3 separate regions of the Mus musculus genome follow, and all the other regions are linked to region 2. Evidence: chromatin contacts called from public ChIA-PET and HiChIP or PLAC-seq data. All regions are on one chromosome and are shown on one strand. Each heading gives the region's core, a stretch centred on a gene start, on an enhancer-like site or on the middle of the called end of the contact. The rest is flanking DNA. Distances are from core to core; before and after follow the strand shown. Region 1 has its middle 22 kb from the start of Cd2. Region 2 has its middle 27 kb from the start of Gm33381. Region 3 overlaps Cd101 (CD101 antigen).

Evidence for each region. ChIA-PET counts read pairs in DNA pulled down with a chosen protein or histone mark. HiChIP or PLAC-seq counts read pairs in DNA pulled down with a chosen protein or histone mark.
Region 1: a contact with region 2 is called in an RNA polymerase II ChIA-PET map of memory CD8 T cells, with 104 read pairs. The contact joins two enhancer-like sites. A contact is called at or near these places in 4 of 115 datasets of contacts at active chromatin or transcription factors (astrocytes, embryonic stem cells, memory CD8 T cells and 1 more) and 1 of 9 other capture datasets (embryonic stem cells).
Region 3: a contact with region 2 is called in an H3K27ac HiChIP or PLAC-seq map of double positive thymocytes, with 5 times the contacts expected there. The contact joins two enhancer-like sites. A contact is called at or near these places in 4 of 484 Hi-C or Micro-C datasets (the G1E-ER4 cell line, embryonic stem cells, nephron progenitors and 1 more), 4 of 115 datasets of contacts at active chromatin or transcription factors (astrocytes, bone marrow-derived macrophages, double positive thymocytes and 1 more) and 1 of 9 other capture datasets (embryonic stem cells).

Annotation. Positions count from the first base shown.
Region 1 is chr3:101,264,186-101,267,999 of GRCm38.p6, forward strand. No RefSeq gene overlaps it. Among named protein-coding and RNA genes, the nearest start is that of Cd2, 22 kb to the right of the region's middle. Within about 2 kb of position 1,711, at least 29 of the 459 cell types and tissues checked have an H3K27ac peak or open chromatin away from gene starts, as enhancers often do. A contact at or near this core is called in memory CD8 T cells and regulatory T cell precursor, where this site is marked.
Region 2 is chr3:101,798,971-101,802,772 of GRCm38.p6, forward strand. No RefSeq gene overlaps it. Among named protein-coding and RNA genes, the nearest start is that of Gm33381, 27 kb to the right of the region's middle. Within about 2 kb of position 1,566, at least 105 of the 459 cell types and tissues checked have an H3K27ac peak or open chromatin away from gene starts, as enhancers often do. A contact at or near this core is called in bone marrow-derived macrophages, double positive thymocytes, memory CD8 T cells and 2 more, where this site is marked.
Region 3 is chr3:100,992,173-100,996,050 of GRCm38.p6, forward strand. Cd101 (CD101 antigen) reads right to left here. Exons shown (of 9, transcript NM_001167906.2): 9 at 17-1,722. The coding sequence ends at 1,493. Among named protein-coding and RNA genes, the nearest start is that of Ttf2, 24 kb to the left of the region's middle. Within about 2 kb of position 1,644, at least 95 of the 459 cell types and tissues checked have an H3K27ac peak or open chromatin away from gene starts, as enhancers often do. A contact at or near this core is called in bone marrow-derived macrophages, double positive thymocytes and regulatory T cells, where this site is marked.

The DNA of each region.
Region 1 (3,814 bases), core at 461-2,960, 530 kb before region 2:
TAGTGTTCTAATGTTGGGATTTTGGTTTCATTCTTTTTTCTCTATTGAGTTCCTGTTTTCTTATTTTTAAGTGTGTGTGTGTGTGTGTATGTGACTGTGTGTGAATATGTGTGCAGGTGCCCATAAGAGGACAGAAGAAATATCAGATCATTAAACTGGATTTCCAAGCAGTTATGAGCTGTCTGATGTGGGGAGATGGAAACCAAACCTGGACTTAGGTCTTCTGTATTGCTCTTAACTGCAATGTCTTTGTTTTAATTATATTGACTTTTTTCTTTGCCTTAATTTTTATTTATTTTCCTCTGTTTATGATGAATTTAGCTTGATGTTTGATTTTGTAGTTTTCCAAGGTTGAAACTAAATTGACTGAGTTTAATTCTTTTTTAAACATATCTACTCAATGCTATTAATTTTGTTGTGAACACGATTTGTATTGCATACAGTTGCTGTGCTTTTTTGTTGTTGTTGTTTTGTTTTGTTTTGTTGGTTTTTTGAGACTGGGTTTCTCTGTATAGGCCTGGGTTTCCTGGAACTCACTCTGTAGACCAGGCTAGCCTCGAACTCAGAAATCCACCTGCCTCTGCCTCCCCGAGTGCTGGGATTAAAGGTGTGTGCCACCATGCCTGGCTAGTTGCTGTGCTTTTGTTCAGTTCAAAATAAGTTTAATTTCTCTGAGATTTTATTCTTTGACTCTTGTGTCACATCATGTCCATATTTTAAAAGAATCTCAGCTATCCTCTCATTAATGGCTCCTAGGTTCGTTCCATTGTGTTCTGAGTCTCCTGATCTTCTTGTCTCCAGCTGTGAGGGTGAAGCCATCTCTCCTCCTGGTTGCTGCCCCACAGGTGTAAGCCCCACTGTTGGGTGTGGGCAAACTACACATCCTTCTACTGTTTTAGAGAAGTGACAACTTTACTAGTTCATAATGTGCTCTTAATCTCACATAACATTTGTCAGCCTGAAGACTGCCTGAAATCAGTAAGTTATCCCACTTTCCTTTGAGTCATATTAGTGTAGTATCTCTGTCTCAGTTCAATTACATTGGAATCTACAATAGGAGCTGGAAATGGCGCAGCAGTTAAGTCACTACAACATTTGTAGCATTTCCTCTTTCTTGTCTATTGGTCTTTTGTTGTCTTCTGGCTGCTTTGGTTTTAATTGAGCTCTGTGTATTATGTTGCTCTCTCCCCTTTCTTGGCTTATCATTACACTTTTGTTTTATGGTGATTATATTACATTATAGTTTACAGTACATATTCAGAGAAAATCCAAAATCCAGGTCTACTTTTAAGTAATATGCCACTTAGTGGGTGACATAATTTCTTGTTAGTAATAAAGTAATTCCAATTCCATCCTTCCATCCTTGTTAAATTGCTGTGCCTCCTTTCACTTACACATAAAAGTGCACATGTATGTGAACATGCATGCACACAAGCTCACATGCCCATATATACACACATGTACACGCAGAATCAAATACCTTGTTGTGGTTAACTACTGCTATATGCTATGACAATTAAGAATAGGAAAGAGAAGTGGGTTTTGTATTCATTTATTCTCTAGTTTCTAAAAAAAAAAAATTTATATAGTTGAAACTTCTGATCTTTGTGGTTTTCTTTTTTTCTAAAACATCCCCTTAATCTTTCTCGAATGTCAAGTCTGCTGTAACAACTTCCTTCAAGTTTCGTTTCTTACAAAAATATCACTTTACCACTCACTGGGACTCAACTCTTGGCAGGGATCCAGATGAGCTCTTGCCCACCAACCCTCTCAGCCTTGTCTTCTGGCCATTTTGTTAGCCACCAACCCTCTGAAACACTTTCTACCAAAGACCCCCCAGTGGCCACATTGGGCTGGGAAGCACAAAGATGGTTTTCACTAGTCTTGAGTCTGCCATTCTGATCTCTTCTGATCTACTATTCTTAGTTCTGTAGCAACCTGCCTGTAGGAGTCCCAGCTCCCACCCTACCTATACTCCTGAGAACCCCAGGCTCCCTAGCTCTTTCCTGCCTCCCCTCTCAGCCTTTCTTCTGGCCCATCTCCATTCCTTTGTGTCCCACTGACCCCAATGACTTTCTACCAAGGACCCTAGGGCCTCCATACTTGCCTTGAATCCAAAGTGGGCAACAACAACAGAACACCCTCTCAACAAAGGCAAGATCAGGTATCTATATCAAGAAACATCACAAACATCATAACTCCAAATGTCTATATCTATATGTAAAAACACAAATGTGAACAGCCAAGACAATATGCCTCCTTCAGGAGCCAGTAACCCTACTGCAATAGGCCCTGAGAAATGCAAGTTAGCTGAAGCACAAGACAAGGACTTCAGATAGCAATTTTAAAAAATTTAAGGGCCTCAAAGAGGATCTGAATAAATGCCTTAATGAAGACCATGAAAGCACAAACTGTTAAGTGAAGTGATGAGAGGTGAGAACAATTCAAGACTGGAAAGGAGAACATAGCAAAGGATTAGGATTATTGAAGGAACCTAAGCAGAAATAAAACTGAAGATGAAAAAGTTAGGGTGTAAAAAACAGAAGTAAACCCAAACATTGTCAGAGGTGAGTCTCACCAGTGGAAGTTCAGGGACAACAAAGTAGAAGAGGTGGAAGGCTCAGGCAAAGAACATGGGCAGTCTAAAAAGGCCCAGGTGCACAGAACACATAAAGTGTGAAAGGAGAAGAAACCCTGGGCAAAGGCACAGAAAACACTTTTAACAACATTGTAGATGCGTTCACCCAATCTAAAAAAGGAGATGCCTACCAAGAAACATGAAGCATACAGGACACCAAACAGATGGAACCAGAAAAGGAAGTCCACATGCCACATATTAATCGAGACACTAAATGTACAGAACAAGAAAGCATACTAAAATAAAAGCTACAAGGGGAAAAAAAGATCAAATCATATATAAAGGTGGGTCCACTAGAATAATACCTGACTTTTCAATGGAGACTCTGAAAACCAGAAGAGCCTAGCTAGATGTTCTACAAACTCTGAGAGACCACAGATGCCAGCCCAGACTACTATGCCCAGAAAATCTATCAGTTGCAACTGATGAAGAAAAATAAAAATGAAAGCAATTCCTATCTACCAATCCAGTTCTACAGAAGGCACTAGAAAGAAAACCTCACTCTGAACAGATTAACTGCACTCAAGAAGACACACATTTAATTCCAGCACTCCAGAAGCAGAGACAAGCAAATGTCTGAGTTCAAAGCCAGCCTGGTCTACAGCAAGAGTTCCAGGGCTGCCAGAATTGCACAGAGAAACCATGTCTTCAAAAACAAAACAACAATAGAACATCTCAAACAAATAACAACAACAAAATAATACCAGAACAGTAAATCAGGTAAGGGGAGAAAGCAAACACCAAAACGACAAAATAGCAGTAACCAATAAACACTTCCCATTGATAACTCTGAAATTAAGGGTCTCAATTTGCCAATAAAAAGACACATAGTCACAGTATTAGAAAACAAGATCCATCTTTCTGTTGCATCTGAGAAACACATCTCAACATCAAGAATAGAGATTACCTCAGGGCAAAAGGACGAACGAGATGTTCTAAGTAAATGGGCTTAAAAAGCAAGCAAATGTAGCTATGTTAATATCTGATACAGTAAGAGCACTGACTGCTCTTCCAAAGGTCCTGAGTTCAAATACCAGCATCCACATGGGGGTTCACAACCATCCATAATGAGATCTGATGCCCTCTTCTGTTGTATGTAAAGACAGCTACAGTGTACTTATACTTTCTTAACAGCTCATGGAAAAATTTCCAAAACAGGCCATGTACTAAGACACA
Region 2 (3,802 bases), core at 316-2,815:
TCGGATGGGCTTCCTTTTAGGACCACACATGATAGAAGTAGGCAGGTAAAAGAGGAGGTGGCTAAGATGGAGGCTCTCTGTCCACTCGCTGGGACCCAGAGCTTGCCTGGGGGCTTCCCCTCCTACACAGCTGGGATGCTCATCAGTAGTACTTCTTGACTCTGTAGCACCCGGTGCTCAGGATGCTAAGCACCGTGATGACTACAATTTGTTCTGCACCTAGACCCACACAGAAGCCCCAGACTGTGGGGCTGCGAAGCATGGGGTCCAATCATCTGTTTACCGAGCCCCGTTACCTGGATTTCCATCCCCTGGTGTGTCACTGGCCAAGTGGCTTTAACCACTCCAGGCCTGGTTTTTCCTTGTGTGTAAAATGAAAGCAAACTTTGCCTAACCCCAGGTTCTGTCACAGCAACTGAACAAGGAAATTTGAGCCAAGTGTTTGCACAGTTGCTGTCCACCCAGAACTCTCGGGAGTGGAGGGAAGATAGGTGGGAAGGCACCTGACCTGAGCCTCCGAGGCCAGAGGAGGTTGAAGGAGGACCAGATAGGTGACCTGGAAATGACCACAGGCCTGAGTCCGGGCTGTCAACTTTGATATCCTGGAGGGGCGATACATGAGAGGGTAATTCCGGTAACTATATTTCCTTGCAGAGTACACTGTGCTCTGCCACAGGAACATTTTCTCATTACTATATAATAACATCAGCGCTAATGTCCTCTTTCTCAAAGGAGTCCAGAGCACTTAGAGATTGCATGCTCAGTGCCCAAAGTGCAGGCCTGGGGTTGGTGGCAGAGGCTGCCAGATATCAGGCTTCTACTGCAGTAAAGCGAGCAGAAGCCAAGGGTGTGTCACACAGAGTCACCGCACTCAGCATCTCTAGTGCTCTGGGGACCCACTCAGAAAGGTCACTTCCCTTGAAGACACCACCGAAGCTAGTTTGAGGGGACTCCAATGAGCAGCCTTCTCTGCCCATCACATTCAACAGGAAAAACGGGGCTGGGGAGGAACTGGGAGGACTCTGGGAGCCTGACTGCTCCAAGAGGGTGCTTGCTCCCAGCCTCCTTTGCGGGCTGAGTCAGAGAAGGTCACACATGATTGAGTAGATCTGGCTGACCACCGCAGGAGCTCAGAAAGGGAAGTGTGAGCTTTCACTGCGTGGTGGATTTGGTTCCCAGAGGAGCTACTTACTGCTCTGGGATTGAAATTTACCTGATGGGAATGACAGATTTCCGCAGATCAACTGTGACCCTCATGAGAAGACCTATTGCTATGTTTTACTGTAGGGTCGTGTTTGGTATTTTACTTTGAGACCAAAAAAAAAAAAAAAAAAAAAAAAAAAAAGGGAAGTGTTCCTCATTGTATTATTCCAGAGCTTCCAACTTGCTGGACTCGCGGGTCATACACCTGCGCTAGAGGCCTGAGTACCAAACACCTTCACTGCCCCCCTGGGTCCCACAGCTCTAACGTGCGGGGAAGCCCAGGACCACACATTTTATCTGTGTTTCTGCAGGGTATAGGTCGCACTCAGATGCCACCAGGCAAGGAAAACCACAGTGCCTGAGGGTTCCAGGCACAGAGCGGTGGGTAGAAGGTGCTCAGACTTTTGTGACTTCCTGTTGCTGATGACGCGGCTCATGCCCGGGGCGGGGGTGGGGGGGTGGGGGAGTTGGGGGTGGGGTGGGACTGGCTGAAGGAGCAATGGCCTCCGGGGCTGAAGTGAACCATAGGCTCGAACAGTCTTCACATCTCACCCACAGGAGCTCTTTTAGTGTTGCCAGAGCCCCTTGGAGGCAGGGCCTCCTAACCAAATGGTAAGATGAAGAAAGTAATAAAGAAACTGAGACAGACACGGAAGGGAAGCCCGACGCTGGTGACCCTGATCCCACTGGCACCTGGGCCCTCACTAACAGTCTTTATACATCAGTCTCTACTCCACCCTCTCTCCTCCTGTCCCCTCCCTTCCCCCCAGCGGCACCCATTTCCTAGCTTTTGCTGTTTCTCTATCTGGAATCACTCTTCTGTCACCGCACCAGAGGGATCCCTTGACTCCATGTTCCATTGTCATTGGGTTAAAACAAACAAACAAACAAACCCCAAACAATTTGTAAACACCAACAAAAGAATTCGGATCCAACCAATTTATTCTGGGAATGGTGGGCATGGGAGTAGGGGGCGGGGGTGGGGAGGGGGGTGAGAGCTACCCAGGAACTTTTTTAAATGAGGGGACAGCCATAGATACATGTTTTATGATTATCACAATGGAAAACTGGGGGCAGGGGGTCCACCACTTATAGTCCAGGGTCATTGAACAGTCAACAATGCATGTGGTCGCAGCAAAACTGCCTTGGACTGTCCGTGAATGAAATGATGTTAGGGACCACTTTCCTCTCAGGTCCAATGTGGGGTGGGGGCGGGGCGTGCCTAGCTCACTTTTCCTTTCCTGTACAGTTCAGGGTCCAGTCCTATGGTGGTATCCACTTTCAGAATGGCCTTTTTCCCATGTCAAAATCAATGCAGTCAAGACAATCCGCTACAGGTGAGCCCGTAGGCGAGGCTGGTTAGAGGGCCTCTCTTTAAGAGTCATCTCTCCAGCGATTGATTCTAGATTATGTGGAGCTGACAATTAAAACTGACAATTACCATGAGTTCTGACATGGCACTTCCCATGCTCTTGTTTACGACTGCGACTACTTCCTTCAAGCTCCTGTTGCCATTACTGCCCCCTCAGTGGCAGACTGCAACCTGGGATTGTGAGTCTGATAAACCATTCTCCCTAAACAGAGTCCGCCGGAGCATTCATCATATCACAGTGTCAGGAAATGAAACTAACACACACACTAATGTATCCAGGCGGCTGCCAAAAGAGCTTCTCACTAACTGGTCCCGGCTCTGGGCTTCTTCCCAGGTGGAGATGGAAACCCTCTGTCACTCAGAAAGTGAACACAAGAGCAATCGTGTCAAAAATCAGAAAGTCCATCCGTCACTTGCAGAGAGTAAGCATGCCCGTGGGGTCCTGCTGGAGGTGGCTGGGAGAAGCAGATGAAGAGGGTGAAAGGTCAGGCTAGGAAAAAGGGATAGACTCAAACACCGCTGTACATTTGCATATCTCTCCTCTCCTTCATTCATCAAATGCTGGTGTTTGTCAGAGATATAGATCTCAACCTTCAGGAGTCATGGCGGGAGACTGACTTAATCTTTAAAAGACTCAAAATGCTATAGGGACATTTACCAAAGCCCTGGAAACTTGGGTCAAACCAAGGGGGCTGAGTCTGCTTCCTGGTGGTCCCCAGCATAGCCCTGACACTGAAGAAAATCACATCTTGTTGGAGTGGCACAGTGACACAATGCTTCAAGAGATATTGTGCCAGCAGACCCATCCCGGGGCTAAGCTGTTCCCTGCCATGCGGACCCCTAGAGTGGAGCAGGCAGGGTTTTCAGGAAGAGTGGAAGCTGTAGACTTGAGAGAGGAGAGACTCTTGCCAGGTATACGCGACCTGTGCTCCGTGAGTGGCAGTTTGGGGTTTAAGCCACCATTCAGAGGCTGCCACCTGCAGTCATGTTGTCTCCTATTTTCTAGTTCACAAAGCAGAGGGCATGCCTTCCAGCCAGGACAATCCTAAGGCTTCCGTGTGTGAAGAAGCAAACCCTAAAGACTAAAAGGAAGCAGAACCCTGCGATGCAGGAGGGGTAAGGCAGAAACACTCACTCCTCGGGCAGCTCAGGGGTGTCCTGGGAACATATAGGCTCTTCCTTCAGCATAATCTAGAAGGGTGGATTTAGATGTAAGATTTTTAAAGA
Region 3 (3,878 bases), core at 394-2,893, 810 kb before region 2:
ATAGACAATAAATAGATGTGTTATCTGAGGTCCTTTATTTGATTGATTTTCAATTCTGGCTACAGCCAGGCCTGCTCAGTGGAAACAGCTCTTGAAAGCCTTAAACCATCACACCTCGCCCTTGGGATTTCTAGGGTGAGATTAGGAAACTCAGGAGTCAGACTTGACCCTCTTCTTCCCTTGAACCCACACTCCAGTACCATGAGACAGGGGCATTACTGCAGAGCCGTCTCCCAAGTTCTACCGAGGCTCTTTCCTCCGACTCAGTGCTTTCAACAAAGGCACTGGCCAAGGCCTAGCACTATGGTGGTAGGCTGGTGTGTGTGTGTGTGTGTGTGTGTGTGTGTGTGTGTGTGTGTGTGTGAAGGAGATAGGAGGCCTTGGGGGCTGAGTAGAACACTGTTGTATGGGAAGAAGGATGCTCTTCAACGATGACTTACTATCTCTTAAACCAAGCATGCCAATGCCCCTGCTCTCCTCACCCTCCCTTTCCTCTTCCTCCTCCTCCTCCTTTTCTTCTTCCTCCTTCTTTTTCCAAGAGAGGGTTTCTCGGTGTAGCCCTGCCTGGGTTTCCTGGAACTCAGTCTGTAGACCAGGCTGGCCTTGAGTGTAGAGATTCATACACTTCTATCTCCTGAGTGCTGGGATTAAAGACATGCACAGCACCGACCAGTGCCAATGCATGCTTTGAATCCCAGCCCTTGGAGGCTGGCCTTGGTGGGGGGAAGAGGGCTGTAAGGTGGAGGACGGTCCAGACTGTACAGTGTAGGGCTAGACAGTGAGATCAAGTTCAAGGCTGGCCTAGGGCTGTATCCCAAGGCCTTTCCTTGACATCATAAAAACAGAAACAAAAAGCATCCCCAATTATAAAAGCAGGAAGCCAAATGAAAACTTCCAAAAGGCTGTAACACATTACCCTTTTGTCAAAGCGCCGATATTGATTAGACAACGACTCTTACACTTTTCAGCGGGCATTTGTAAAGGGGGGTTGGAGAAAAAACATCGGATTTCTGCCTAGAAAAAATTACATAATGATTGGGGGAGTCCGATTTCAGGCAAGCCAGTCCATGCTCTCAATCCCTCCGGCTTTGCCGACACCCGGTTTTTCCTACATTTCTTATCTAGAGAAAAATGATTTCCCTTGTGACTGGGCCAAGCTGATGTTGCCAAGGGAATAGATGAGTGGGAGAGGAATGAGAGAGGAAGGAAGGCTCGACAGCTGGTGTTCCTCTCTTTCCAGATGAGGCTGGACCTCCAGGAGGTGAGGTCTGTGTGAGTGGGGACAATGACACTATCTGCTTCTGAAGGATGCAAAGAAAAAAAAATGGTTGCTACACAAAGAAACACTCGACAAGATATGGTTAACAATCTATGTCCATGGCACATCCCTTCTGGTCCCTTGGTAACTTGGCCAAGGTCTAAAACAGAATTCATTCATCCTCCACGCTCCAACCCAATCCCTCCACGCTCCTTTCTCCAGCCCAGGTGCTCCTCAGTAGTGTCCACTCTCCTCTCCAGCTTCCTTCTGAAGTGATGTCTTTCTCATGCCCACCCAGAGAGCCTTTTCTTTCTTTGCACTGAGACTCAGCTGTGACAACTTCCTGGCCTTCCGGTACAAGCAGAGGAAGGACGTGGCCAGAAGGAGCAGCATGACGAAGGGGCAGACGATGAGGAAGTGGAGCAAGGGCCCCGAGGAGCAGATCAGGGAGGAGACCGTGGGCTCTGCAACCAGAGAAACACAGAAGACAATCAATCAGTGTCCCAACGATCGGGGCCGAGCAGGCGAGTACGTCTCCCTACACATCATTATCGGCAAGTCCGTGTAGATGACAAGGTGGAATGGCACAGGCCTCTCGCCCTGCAAGTGCACTGGAAGAACAGGCCCAGGACATTCCCAACACACACCTCTTCCCCCTGCCCGGCCATTGCAGCTGTACAGCTGCCAATGACCTACTTACAACCACCAGCCAAAAAAGAAAAGCAAAACAAAAAAAAAAAGAAGAGAGAGAAAGAAAACCTTTCCTTTAATCTTCTTCCCTCAGAAAAGATATGTATAATTCAGTTCTCGTTCTCAACTGTGTGGCTGGCTCTGAATTTTTAACTGAGATATTCCCACTGCTGTTTCTGAAACTCACAGTGCACTAAGCTGTCCTCAGTAACAGCTGTGCCTATGAAGGAGGGCACTTTTGCCCCTGACCCATGACATATAGGTTATCCCGGGTCCTGACTCCTTGCCCCACTATGCTCAATTCTCACTTCCTGTATCTAAGCCACTGGGCACAGTCCCTGTCTGGTTGGATCTCACTTCTCCCAGACTTCTTGCATGGTCCCGTGCTCACCCCTCCTTGTCACACAGCCCTTTGTTTCGGCTCCTTTCTTCCCTGGACTGAGAATGGCTAAGTGTCCTGGGTTCCTGCCTTTGGTGATCTTAAACCAAACTGAATGCCGCCACAGAGTCAAAGCCACCATACAGAGAGGCACGCCAAAGCATGCGATCCTCCGATCCTCCGCAGCTGCAGGCCGATGGGAGGCACCATCAACAGACTGACATGTGGGGCATTGGGGCTCCTGGTCATTTCCCAGAGAGGCAAAGCAGAGAGGACTGCGGCCACCACAGGTCCTCGGAAATGGTACCCTGGGCTAATGGCTAAAGGCCTGGGTTACAGGCATTCAGCAGAAAGCCACATGTGTAAAGTGGTACCAACCACTCACTGCACTCTTCCAACTACATTTCTGAACTATTTGAAATCAGGGCTATTCTGAACAATCCGATGCTAACAGCAGCTGTGCTTTGCTTGGGAAACTAACGACAGGAGACCTCTCTTCTTCAAAGGTTAAGCTATACAATTTCCGAGACTATGGATTCCCAGTGATAAAACAGTTTTGATAGGTCGTTCTGACCAACCTCCAAGTGCAAAAGAAAAGACCCCTTGGGGCCTCTCTGAAGCACTTTACACGTCAAAGACTGCCTCTTCACTGGAAATCAAGAGAGAGCCCAGACATTTGCTCGTGATAGGTACTGTGAGCTCCTGGAGGCTTGGGCCTGTGTCTTACATGTCTCTGTACCTTGTAACGCACCTCCCCCGAAAGTCCTCCAGGATCCTGGAGAAGGAACCAGCTACCGAGTGTATTCCCCATGCAAGAGCCAAGGTGGCCGCCATCATGCAGTGTCGGTCCCTGGCATTAGGCTGTCAGTTCTGAATGGGTTTGGCACAGAGCTGCAGAGTTGGTGGCCTAGATATTTTTTTTCTGTTCTCAATTGTAGTTTTCATCTTGCATCTGATTTTCCTTCTTGAAAATGTAATCAATGGCAGAGAGAGAGAGAGAGATTTTGAATTTTTTTTTCCTATTGTTTGTTTTGATCTGAGGCTGAGTCTCACTATGTAGCCTGAACTAACCTCAAACACAAGATCTTCCTGCCTCAACTTCCCAAAGGCTGGGATTATGGGAGTGTGTCACCATGCCTGGTTTAATTTTTAATTTTTTTCTAACCTCTTTCTGCATTCTTCTTTCAAATGATCCAGGCGAATGATAATTAGTCCCCTGGGTCGCATGTGATATGACGCTGGCAAGCATGGTCAAATGAAGCAGGCTGCGATGTTGTGTTAGAATAGGCCAGGCCACTCAACCATGGCTACCCAAAGAAGCTTCTTTTTATAGCAGTGGTCACTGTCAGGAAATGACGGGCCCCCTACAGAAAGCCCATCTAGGAGAGTGTCAACAGTTTCCTCAGGTGTCCAGACTCCCAGAGAATGACAGACAGCCACAGTTTTTCACTTCCCCAAGCAAATTTACAAACCTCAGGGCTGGACCCCCTGGAATATCAAAAGGGCACCAGCGTTGACACATGCCTCCACCATATACTGGATAGACGTCAA